Linked DNA regions of Sus scrofa: region 1 is linked to region 2. The links are chromatin contacts, called in public Hi-C maps. All regions are on one chromosome and are shown on one strand. The core of a region is the stretch at or near the end of the contact, and the rest is flanking DNA. Distances in the headings are between cores, read along the strand shown.

The links. A called contact is a pair of places that touch in the nucleus more often than the background predicts.
Region 1: a Hi-C map of epiblast stem cells shows a contact between it and region 2, with 1.7 times the contacts expected there. The contact joins the promoter of TMEM151A here to the promoter of NPAS4 in region 2. A contact is called at or near these places in 2 of 47 Hi-C or Micro-C datasets (embryonic fibroblasts and epiblast stem cells).

Annotation. Positions count from the first base shown.
Region 1 is chr2:6,092,695-6,099,071 of Sscrofa11.1, reverse strand. It overlaps TMEM151A (transmembrane protein 151A), which reads left to right and starts at 3,573. Exons shown (of 2, transcript XM_003122499.4): 1 at 3,573-3,816; 2 at 6,103-6,377. The coding sequence starts at 3,742. YIF1A (protein YIF1A) reads right to left here and starts at 1,323. Exons shown (of 8, transcript XM_013994066.2): 1 at 1,093-1,323; 2 at 187-398; 3 at 1-33. The coding sequence starts at 1,123.
Region 2 is chr2:5,991,616-5,997,512 of Sscrofa11.1, reverse strand. NPAS4 (neuronal PAS domain-containing protein 4) reads left to right here and starts at 1,573. Exons shown (of 8, transcript XM_003122496.5): 1 at 1,573-1,892; 2 at 2,599-2,750; 3 at 2,924-3,026; 4 at 3,141-3,414; 5 at 3,596-3,705; 6 at 4,054-4,189; 7 at 4,310-5,739. The coding sequence starts at 1,718.

The DNA.
Region 1 (6,377 bases), core at 2,324-4,823, 100 kb before region 2:
CTTGAGTTTGTTCACAGACACGAAACGGTGTAGCTGGGAGGTGGAAAGAGGAGGCTGTGGGCAAGCCGCACCCTGGACCTCAGGGTGCTCCTCCCCTGAGGGCTACCAGGAGGACTGGGTGGGACCCCGTGATGCCCCAGCCCTGGGCAGAAATCCTGCCCCCCTTGCCCTGGGGGTGGGCCACACCTCCTTGTGCACCATGTCCTTCCCATGGGAGGCGATGGAGCTGCCATAGGCCATAGCCACGTTGGCCATTGGGTCCCCAAGCAAGTGGTTGACATTGAAGGCCACGTCGGCTCCTGGGGCTGGGTATCCCCCTGGCTGGCTGGAGTAACCACCGCTTGTGTCATCGAAGAGGGAAGGGGGATCCGGAGCTGCCCGGGCCCTGTGCTTGGAGCCTGTGGGTTTGCAGGTACCAGAGTAGGTGACAGGAATACCAAGCATGAGCCCAAACCACTGCCCCGTCCCCAGGCTGGGCAGCCCTGTATGGGTCCTGGGAGCACCAAGCAATCAGTGAAGGAAATTCTAGCTGGATGAGGAGTAGTTAACACAGAAAGAACTTTGATGAGTAATCTGTTTCAAGAGATGCTAAAAGTGGGCAAAGAAAGAGCTGAGGCAGCCCCTGGAATTGGGTGCCCCCATGAGGGTTCCTGGGGGCTTCTCAAGGGAAGTGATTTCTGAACTAAGCCTTGGAGACTGAGTTTGCTAGGTGGAGAAGATAATTGGGAGGGCATCCCCCATGAACAAGGGCGGTAAAGGCGACGGCTGGGTACACGGAGGCCCTGGGTAATGGTCAGCAAGTCTACCAGGGTCACGACAGAGAAAGGAAGTTTGGGAGGCAGACCCCAATCATGTCCGAGTCGGGCACGGGGATCCCAGTAGTGCTGTCACCACCGGATCTGATCTCAGGTTTAGGCCAAGAGGGCGAAGTCCGGGACGCGTTGCTGAGTCTCACGATGCAGGAACCCGAGTGACATCTGCCACTCTGGGCAGCGGTCACGGCCGCCCCTCTCCCTCAGGGTGAGCGGGCCGCGCCGCCGACCCTCCTCCGGCTGGTCGGTCCGCGCCCCGCCCGCCCCGCGCCCCACGCACCGTGGGCTCCGTAGCCCGAGTGATAAGCCATGGCCCCGACGCTCGCTCTCTCCGAGGGCCCGCTGCGTCGCCTGGTCGGTAAGAATACTAGTGGGGCAGCTGCTCCGCTTCCTGGGCACGGACCGAGGTTACAGAACAGCCCGACACGTCTCTGTACTGTCCGACTGCAGCAGCCATGTCCACAGCGTCATCCCCTGCCGCCTGCCATTGGCTCCTCCGCGGCGCGGACTCGCCCCTCCCCTCTCTCAATTGGCTACTGGCGCGCCCTCGCTGATGCGGATTCGGCAGCCGTCAACTTCCGGGCGGCAGAATAGGCGGAGCAATTTAATCCGCTCTTGGATTGGATAATGGATTTGTTAGTTCGCGGCGGAGTAGCCAATAGGTGGGTTAAGGTAAGAGGATGTTGAGAATTATTTCCGCGCCTGCGCAGTGGCCATTTGACGCTCGCCCTGCCACGACTACAGCAGGCGGAGACTAGGCGGAGGCGGGCTGCGGTTGGAGTCCAGGGGTGAAGATTCACTCGCGGGACGTACTCCAGGAGGGAATGGGATGGTGGGGCTGTAGCCAAGCCCTGTCCCTCCGGGCTCTTGCCCCTCCCTCTCAATGCTAGCTTTCCTTCCCGTCCTCCATACTGGCGCAGAGCCCTGGCAGCCCGAGGAGGTGTTGGTAGGAGGCCCGGCCGAGCAGTGACAGCGCGGCCAAGCGAGCTCCAGGATACTTACTGACTGCTCCTCCCGCCTCCCACCCCTCCTTTCCTCGCGGTTGCTGTCCATCCTCTGGTGCTGAAATGCCCTACAGCCACAGCTGCCGACCCCAGGATGTTGGGAGGGCCTGAGCTGTACACACACACACACACACACAAATACACACCCATTACACGGTTGAAAAACTGAGGTCCAGGTCTTAAGTCCCAGAGTTTGGGTGGTAATAGAGTTGGGATAGGATCCTGCGCCAGACTTGTCCCACGACTCTCCAGACGATTGTGAGTGGAGGTGTGCTGATTCACCTCCTGAAGCTGTGGTTGAAACTCCTGAGTCATTGCCAGCCCAGCAGTCATCTAGAAGTGAGACACCCCCCTCCCCACAAGCCTCACTCTCCACCTTTCTCTCACTCCCACCTTCCCCAAAGACAGCCTCTGGGGGCCGCCCTTCTTGGAGGCCTCCACCCACCATTTCCAGCAAGATCAGGTCCTCTGCGACCTGCCTCTAGTTAGATACCCAGTGTCCAGTTACACCAGGTGACCTTCCTGCTCTCTGAACTCAGTCGACATGGTCCAGTAGTAGGGCCTTTGCCCAGAAGTCCCTCCACCTGGGATGCTCTTCCCCTCATACCCACTTGTCCAAAATCAAATTATCCTTTAAGAGTGAGATCAACTTGTGCCTCTCAGAGAGACAAAGGGAACAGAGTTCTTACCTGGCTTGGGGTGGAGGCTGGAGGCCAGGTTCTAGGCTTTCTCTGGGTGCAGTGGTTTGCCCTGGATGTAAATTCCATGAGGACAGGGCTTGTGTCATTCTCCATTTCTTTCCTGGTCTTCACAATACTTATGAATGTGTCACAGTACTTGCATATAGATGACACTCAATAAACACCGGTGCCCAATAAATAAAAAATAAATGCATGAAATCCTGGTTAAGTTCTTTCCTCTCTCTACCATGTCAGTTACCTCATCTTTAAACGGGTAGAGGTGTTGACCAAGTGGTCTCTGAATTGCTCTTTGGGGGAAAAAAAGTCACCAAACCAAACCAAACCCACCTAGCATTGCAGCTCCCTATGTCCTCTATCTAGTGATTTTCTACCCTGGGGGCTAGGCCCTGACCCAGGGGTTGAAGTGAAGGTTTGAGGCCCCTGAGGGCCAGGGAGCAGCACTGAGGCCAGCAGGATCTGGGAAGGAGTCCTCTCATGAAGGACAAATCCCACTCCCCTGCCCCGCATGATGAATGTGCATTGAATCCAACACCTTTTCATCCCCGTTTCTCAGGTGGAAAAACTGAGGTTGGGGTTACAGCGTGCTGACTCAAGGTCACAAAGCCTAGGGCCCTGGGGGTCCAGGCCTCTTGCTTGCCTGCTCTAAGTGGAGCACAGCGCCTGTGTCCAGCTAATGAGACTCACCTCACCTTTCAGGATTCTAACTGCCCCCTACCACGATCGAGGCCTAAGGAGGGGGGTCTGGGTGGGCTTAGGCCTGGACCCACTCCTCAGAGATGGGAATCGGTCGGTACCCACCCACCTTCGGGATCCCCCCTCCTCATTTTACAGCGGGGGAGACTCAGGCCCCAGAAAACAAGGATTCGTCCGAGGTCCCAAGCACGAGCGCAGCAGGAGGGGAAAGCAGGTGTCCGGCCGCCCAGCCTGGGCTTCTCAGGGGCGGGGGCAGCGCCCGCGGTGCCAGGCGCTGCCGGCAGCGCGGCGGGTGCCGCGGGGGCGGGGTCAGCGGAGGGCGGGGCGCCGGGCACCGCGGCCGCCAACGCCGCCGCCGCCGCCTCTGCCGCCGCCGCCGCCGCCGCCGCCGCGCCCGGGCTCGAGCTCCGCACACTCCCTCCGCGGCCGCTGCGCCGAGCGGACGTCCCCCCGGGCGGAGCCGCAGCCCTCCGCGCTCCCCCCTATCATGCCCGGGGCCCGGGCGGGGGCCGCCCGTGCAGCCTGGACACCATGCCCGAGGGCGGCGGTGGCGACGGCGGGGAGGTGCCCGCGCTCATCCCGGACGGCGAGACGCTGCGGGAGGAGGTACCGGCGCCGTGCGGTGGGGATACGGAGCCGAGCCGAGGCTGGCGCGGGGGGACGGGGGTGCCAAGGGAAGGGGCGACCCCTGGGGCGGGGGCTGAGGAGGGAGGTCCGCAGCCTCGGCGGCCAATGACGTCATTGGGTAGTCTGCATCCCGCGAGGGGTCCCGGGGCCTAGGGGCCTGCGTGGGGGTCGGGGTGGGGCGGCTGGGAAGGGATTTGGGGGGCACCTCCCACCCCCGGCGCCCCCTCATCCAGCCTCGCCCTCCTATGACGTCAGCACCTGACCCCTGCGCGTCCCCATCCTGCAGCGCAGCCCCTCATCCTCAGAGCCCCGGGGTCAGGCCCCCGGCCCGGCCCGGCCCAGCGGCTCACGAGGTGTCCAGGCGGCGCCTGCAATGCAGCAACAGTAGCAGGGACCTGGGGGGCGGGGAGCGGAGGGAGGAGGGGAAAGAGAAAGGGAGGAGGCCTCTGGTACCCCTTCTCCTCCTCCCTATGGTGAGGCCCCAGGGCCTATCCTGCTGGGTGGGACCCTCAGAACGGCCCCTCCTGCGTCCTAGCCAGGAAGAGGATCTGCAGGGGTGTGCGGCCCTGTGTAGGGAGCTGGGGATGATAGGTGGTGAGTGGATGGTGGGTGTGCGAATGCCAGTGGGAGCGCTCACACCTCGAGCGGAACATATGTGCCCTGTAGTCAGGTGAGGGTCGGTGGGCCCCTTGCCTTGGGTGAAGTGGGAATGTCTGAGTGCCTGTGAGCACATCCTGTGGGCGGGGGGGGGGTCTCCCTGTGGAGTCTATAGGGTGTGGGTGTCAGGTTGGAGGAGGGGTGGGGGTGGCGGGTGTGCACTGTGGTAGGTAAGGGGCTGGTGTGTCCCTGGGCTTCAGAGAATATGTAACATGTGTGTGCATCTCTGTCCAGTGCTGGGGGGGTTGGTCTGTGGGGTATGAGTGTGTGTGTATGTGTGTGTGTGTGCACACCTGTGCACCATGTTACAGTGGGGGAGGTGTGCCCTGGGCACAGGTCGGGGTCTGGTGTGTTGGGTAAACAGGCAGCCTGCACATTCCTGGTGGGTGGGTCTTTGCTGAACATGGGGTGGGGTGGAGGAGAGGGGTGATGGATGAAGGTATGTGCTTCTGACTGGCCCTGCAGGTCGGGGTGGTGGGTGGCTGCTCTGGGCTGGGCTGGGGGCAGTTCCTCTCCTTTTGGGTCTCTCAAGGCCTGATGGGACTGTCAGCCGCGGGGGGGGGCCTTAACCGCCCCTCTGCTGGTTCCTCCAGACCACCTCTTCCCTCTCCCCTTTTTCCCCCCTCCTCCTCCTTCTCTCTCCATAGGCACCTGGGGATGAGGAGGGGGCCAGGTTGGCAGCCCTGCCAGGGAGGATGTGCCAAACCCCCTGGGCCAGGGAGTGGTCCCTGCTGCCCAGCAGCTGTGTCCCGCCCCCTCCCTCAGCACAGATGGGGAGTGGAGGCCGGCCCTCCATCTGCTCCCCCCCCCCATGTACACCTCTCTCTCTTTCTCTTTCTCACTTTCTTAAAAGCCTCTCCCAAGCCTCCTGCTGTCCCTCATGAAACCGGAGGCCAGACGGAACTGCAGGGTGGCAGTAATAATACTTATTCCCATGGCTGGCCAGACCCTGTGCTAAGATCATCCCACGTATGATCTCATTGAATCCTCACAACCCCAGTTTACAGATGAGGAAACTGAGGTCCAGAGATGATGAGGGACCTGCCCAAGTCACGCAGTAAAGTGGTGGAGCCAGCACCAAATCCCGGGCAGTCGGGCTCCAAAGCCCATGCTCTTCACCCCTAGAGCCCCAGCCCCCGTGGCTTCCCACACCACCAAGTTCAGGAATCAATGCCCAGAGAGGGCAGGGATATGGCTGTGATCACACAGCAAATTGAGAGCAGTCCATACCAAAACTTTGTTTTCTTAATGACTAGGGTGTTTTTTTGTTGTTGTTGTTCTTTTTGGGGGAGGGGTCCTCCTCTCTTTTAGCAGAATTGGGTCTCTTTTGTCCTAAGTGCCCTTAACTGAGAGATGACAGGGCATCTGAGAGATGAGAGGACAGGCCGAGGGCACACAGGCCTGGGTTCGAGTCCTGCAGCTCTCCCAAGAGTTACCTAGAAGGATGCATCCCGGAGCAAGCTGCTCAGTCCCCCAGAGCCTCAGTTTCCTCTTCTGTAAAGTGGGGGGCGGGCAGCACCACCTCCGCCGCGGGCCTTCAGTGAAGTGGCGGGCACAGCCGATGGCCGGGCACTGACCCCGCTTCCCCCCTCTCTGCCCACTCTGCAGCAGCGGCCCCTGAAACAGTCCCTGGGAAGCTCCCTGTGCCGAGAGTCGCACTGGAAGTGCCTGCTCCTCACGCTGCTCATCCACGCCTGCGGTGCCGTGGTGGCCTGGTGTCGCCTGGCCACAGTGCCGCGGCTGGTCCTGGGGCCCGAGGCGGCCCTGGCCCGCGGGGCCGGGGGCCCGCCGCCCACCTACCCAGCCAGCCCCTGCTCCGACGGCTACCTTTACATCCCGCTGGCCTTTGTCTCCCTCCTCTACCTCCTCTACCTGGCCGAGTG
Region 2 (5,897 bases), core at 324-2,823:
CTTATTTTTCTACTTTCATGGGATTCTAGGGGAAACAAAGGCACCCCTCAGCCCCTGTAGACAGTGATCACCGGTGCTGAAAAGAGAAAGAAGGAGGGAGACAGAGCAAAGGAGACATGATGTTGAGACAAAATTGACAAAGGAAAGAAGAGAGACTCCAGAGAGCAGAGGGGGAACGTTTGGTGGGTAGAGGGCTCACAAAGCTGAGACAGACCACTAAGCAGGCAAAGAGGTAACAAAACTAGCTGGGGCCGGGGGAAGGGGGGTATGTGGAGCGTTGAAAGTGGAGACACAGGGAGAAGTCCTGCCGCTGATGATGGGGAGGGGGTCGGAAAGCACTGTGGACAGCCTGACAGAGTTAAGGGGTCCTTGGTAGGTGCTTGGAACCTGCAGAGGGTCCAGAACGCCCCCCCTCGTTTCTCTGCTGCTTCTCCATCTTCCCCGCAGGAGGCAGAGGGGGAGCCCTCCCGAGCGTTGCGGAGGCAGCCAGGCCCCGCCCGTTGCTGCTGCTGCTGCGGCAGCCGCGGGAGGATTCCTGTCCTAATATGGAGCTGGGATTCCCCCGGCCCCGCCCCCGCCCCCAGCCCGCGGGGAGACCGAGCCTTGCAGTCGCGCGGGGGCAGCCGCTGGCTTTGGGGCTGGCAATGGGGGAAGGGATACTTAGGTGTAGACCCAGATTCTCCGCAGGCCCTGGGACCGGCCTCAGTTTCCCCCCGTGAGGGACTGAGGTTAATTAGTGGACAGAGAAACAAAGGGTCACTGCAGACTGCCGAGTTGGTGCAGGTGTTCCTATTTTGGGCTGTGGGAAAATAGAACCGAAGCCAAATTCAGCTGGTCCCTCTCCCTCAGGATACCAGGACCCTTTTCCCACTCATCCTAGAAGCTTAGACCCCCGCCCCCAACTAAACTCCCCCTGCGAAATCGCCAAGACCTGGGTTTGGAAAAGGGGGAGGAGAATTGTTCTTTGAAAGTGATAAGGGAATCCCACAGTTGAGTAATCTCTAGAGAGAAACCCCAGCTCTGACCTATCCCACAGAGGCCAAGGAAGGTCCTTCTCCCCCCGTCCCTCCCCCGAAAGAACGTGACCTTGGCACAAAGGGAGGGGGAATTTGTGTACGACTCTGCTCTTCCCCATTCCCTTATCTCCTTAGAAAAATCGGTGACGGAACCAGTCCCTTCTGCCCTCTGCAGACTCTCCTGCCAGGGGCTTCAGACCGCCTCAGCCCTTGCCCTGTCCCTTCCCTCAGCTGAACACATTCGGGTCCCTGCACCCCCTTGCAGGCCTTCCTAACGCAGCGCTTGCCTCTCGGCTCAGCTGCCGCCAGCCGCGGCCCCCTCCGCAGCCTCCTTCTCCGCGTTCCCCACCCCCCGGCACCCCTCCCGCTCTCGTTCTACGTCATGGGATGACGTTGGATGCCTGGGAGGGAGGAGGAGCGCCCCCCCCACCAGCCAGCAGCTCCCGCTGCAGCTAGCTTAGCCCAGCCTCCCGCCCCCCCTTTCTCTAAAGCGAGCCCCCCACGCCTGACGGGAGCTATATAAGGCGGAACAAGGCAGGCGAGGGGGGCAGCGCAGCCGAGCGGAGCCCAGGAGAGGAGAGAGAGCGAGCAAGCGAGCCTGAGCGAGAGACGGGGAAGCAAGGAGGAGGAAGCCACCGGTGCGTCCGGACAGGAACGCAGGTGTTCGGAGCGCTCGAGCTGGAGCTCTGAAGCCGCTAGTCATGTACCGCTCCACCAAGGGCGCCTCCAAGGCGCGCCGCGACCAGATCAACGCTGAGATCCGGAATCTCAAGGAGCTGCTGCCTCTGGCCGAAGCAGACAAGGTCCGGCTGTCCTACCTGCACATTATGAGTCTTGCCTGCATCTACACTCGCAAGGGCGTCTTCTTCGCTGGAGGTGAGCAAACTGGGGCTGAGACCCAAGCATCAGGGATAGTGAAGCTGAGGGAACCCGCTGGGACTGCCTCAGGTCTAAGGCAGCGTGTCTGCGAGCTGGGGTGAGGAGGAACTTGGAGAACTCAGGATTTCCTACTTTTCCTCCTGAGCTCTGTCCAAACCTGAATGAGGGTTAGAGAGCTTGGGCAGTGTCCCTGGTGCCAGACTTATGGCAGGAGGAGAGCCAGGACACGATGGCCCCAGTCCCCACCAGCGGAGAGAAGCTCCGGGAGCCAAGGGAGGGAAGCCCGGGAAGTTGCAGGGACGGAGCTGCCAAAACATGGGGAAACAACCGCCGTTAGAGATACTGGAAGGGCAATTCTGCAGCTGTTGAAGCGCTGTCCGCGGTGCTGACAGAGCCACGGGGGTTGCAGGGCACTGCCCATGGTGCTGAATGCTCAGTAGCCTTCGGGAGCGCTGTCCGTGGTCCTGAAACCCATACCGGCAGATGCCCCAGCCCCGACTTAGAGGTCGAAGGGCTCGCTGGCTAGAGAGATCCAGCAACAGGTTCCCCGGGCAAGAGCTGCGAACAGCAGGTCAACAGGTGTGTGCAGAGGCAGGTCCATGAAAAAGTCCTCTGGATTTTCTGAAACTCAGTCCATGTCTTTCTCACTTCTGTTTCGCTTCTCAGCCTTATTCCTGACTCATCATATCTTCTTACCCTGCAGGCACTCCTCTGGCGGGCTCCACAGGGCTTCTCTCAGCTCAAGAGCTTGAAGAGATAGTGGCAGCACTACCTGGCTTTCTGCTTGTGTTCACAGCGGAGGGGAAGCTGCTCTATCTGTCTGAGAGTGTGAGCGAGCATCTGGGCCACTCCATGGTGAGTCCTGAGGGTCTTTTCAGATTGGGCTCTGGCACAGATGGGGACATAATAGCTTTCCACTTCTGAGAATTTGAGAATTAATGGGTATGGAGGGGTTATATCCTACAAGATGCTATGTACCAGGGATTGTTGCCTTCACTAATGGTCATCTCTTCTTTATCTTTCTCCAGGTGGATCTGGTTGCCCAGGGTGATAGTATCTACGACATCATTGATCCAGCTGACCACCTAACTGTGCGCCAGCAACTCAGCCTGCCTTCTTCCCTGGACACTGGTAAGAACTTGCTTCTCCCTTCTTCAATCTAATATCCCTCCCGTTGCCTTGCTCCTTCTTGTTTACCATCTCAGTCATTCACTTGCTTACCGATTTTTCTCTTCACTCACCTAGATCGCCTGTTCCGCTGTCGCTTCAACACCTCCAAGTCACTCAGGCGCCAGAGTGCAGGCAACAAACTGGTGCTTATTCGAGGCCGATTCCATGCTCACCCACCTGGAGCCTACTGGGCAGGAAATCCTGTGTTCACAGCCTTCTGTGCCCCACTGGAGACAAGACCCCGGCCTGGCCCTGGCCCTGGCCCTGGTCCTGGCCCTGCCTCTCTCTTCCTGGCCATGTTCCAGAGCCGTCATGCTAAGGACCTAGCCCTACTGGACATCTCTGAAAGGTAAGCCCAGAATGTTCAGACCCCAAGACAAAGTCAGGCCAGAGGTGAGGGGACCCTAGATTCTGGAATCAGGGGCAGGGAGGATGGGCTCTAAGGGGATAGAGGACATGGAAGGGAGTGAGATGCCTGGATATCAAGCAAGGAAAACAGAAAGCTGACCTCACCCTTTCCACCTTCCCAGTGTCCTAATCTACCTGGGCTTTGAGCGCAGTGAACTGCTCTGTAAATCATGGTATGGACTGCTGCACCCTGAAGACCTGGGCCATGCTTCTGCTCAACACTACCGCCTGTGTGAGTGTCCAGAGAGGCTGGGGACAAGACAGGGACCTTGGAAAGGGCATATGGGAAACATGATGAAGAAGGGCTGTGATCAGGGCTGGTGTTGGGGAGATATCAGAGCTCAATGGTTTTGGATACTATAGGGTGAACACTAGGGTGAAGAATCAAAGCAAAAACAGAGTCAAGACTGGGGGACTCTGAGTGGTGAGGTCAAGGTGGGAAGTTGAATGGTGCAGGTTAGGGTAGTCAGAATAAAGGATGCCATAGATACCCCCATTCAGTAGAGAGATCAGTAAAGGGGGAGTTTAGGTGGTGTTGCCTGATGGATGTCCTAACTCTGCATCTCTTCTTTCCTCCCAGTGGCTGAGAGTGGAGATATTCAGGCAGAGATGGTGGTGAGACTGCTGGCCAAGCCTGGAGGCTGGGCATGGATTTATTGTCTTTTATACTCAGAAGGTCCAGAGGGTCCCATTACTGCCAATAACTACCCAATCAGGTGAGCTGCAAGGCAGGGGCCTGGGAGGCAGCTGAGGTGGAATGGAGGAAAAACACATTAGAGAACTTCTCTGGGAATGGACACCAAATCCTTACCGGATGCCTCTTCTCTTCTCTTCAGTGACTCGGAAGCCTGGAGCCTCCGCCAGCAGTTGAACTCTGAAGACACCCAGGCAGCCTATGTCCTGGGCACTCCAACCATGCTGCCCTCATTCCCTGAGAATATCCTCTCTCAGGAGCAGTGCTCCAGCCCTAATCCACTCTTCACTATGGGGCCTCCCAGAAGCACTGATTTCCCCCGTGCTCCAGAGCCCAGTGCTGTCTCAACATCAGAAGAGCTTCTCCGACCCACCAAAGACCTGGGCTTTGGTTACCTGACATTCCCATCTGGCCCTGAGCCTTCTCTTCAAGCAGACCTGAGCAAGGATTTTGTTTGCACGCCCCCGTACACACCCCACCAGCCGGGAGGCTGTGCCTTCCTCTTCAGCCTCCATGAGCCCTTCCAGCCCCACTTGCCTATTCCACCCAGCTCTCTTCAAGAACAGCTGACTCCAAGCACTGCGACCTTCTCTGATCAATTGACGCCCAGCAGTGCAACTTTTCCAGATCCACTGACTAGCCCACTACAAGGCCAGCTGACTGAAACCTCAGCCAGAAGCTATGAAGATCAGTTGACTCCCTGCACCTCCACCTTCCCAGACCAGCTGCTTCCCAGTACTGCCACCTTCCCAGAGCCTCTGGGCAGCCCTGCGCGTGAACAGTCAACTCCTCCCAGCACAGCATTCCAAGCACACCTGAACAGCCCCAGCCAAACTTTCCCAGAGCAGCTGAGCCCCAATCCCACCAAGACTTACTTCGCCCAGGAGGGATGCAGTTTTCTCTATGAGAAGTTGCCCCCAAGTCCTAGCAGCCCTGGTAATGGGGACTGCACACTCTTGGCCCTAGCCCAGCTCCGGGGCCCCCTCTCTGTGGATGTCCCCCTGGTGCCCGAAGGCCTGCTTACACCTGAGGCCTCTCCAGTCAAGCAGAGTTTCTTCCACTATTCTGAGAAGGAGCAGAATGAGATAGACCGACTCATCCAGCAGATCAGCCAGTTGGCTCAGGGCATGGATAGGCCCTTCTCGGCTGAGGCTGGCACAGGTGGGCTGGAGTCACTTGGGGGCCTGGAGCCCCTGGACTCCAACCTTTCCCTGTCGGGGGCTGGACCCCCTGTGCTCAGCCTGGAACTGAAACCCTGGAAATGCCAGGACCTGGATTTCCTGGCTGACCCGGATAACATATTCCTGGAAGAGACATCTGTAGAAGACATCTTCATGGATCTCTCTACTCCAGACCCCAATGGGGAATGGAGTTCAGGGGATCCTGAGGCAGCGGTCCCAGGAGGGGCCCCATCGCCTTGCAACAACCTGTCCCCAGAAGACCGCAGCTTCCTGGAGGACCTGGCCACATATGAAACCGCCTTTGAGACAGGTGTCTCAGCATTCCCCTATGATGGGTTTACTGATGAGTTGCATCAACTCCAGAGCCAAGTTCAAGACAGCTTCCATGAAGGTGAGTTCAACCAAAATGTTCAAGAACTCAAGTTCCTGCCCTGCCAATGAGATGATGGATGGCACTAGACTAGTGCATTCCGCTCTCTGTACCTCAGTTTTATTTGTGGGATAATACCACCTGCTGTGTAGGGTAGCAGTGAGGATAAGAACTAAGGA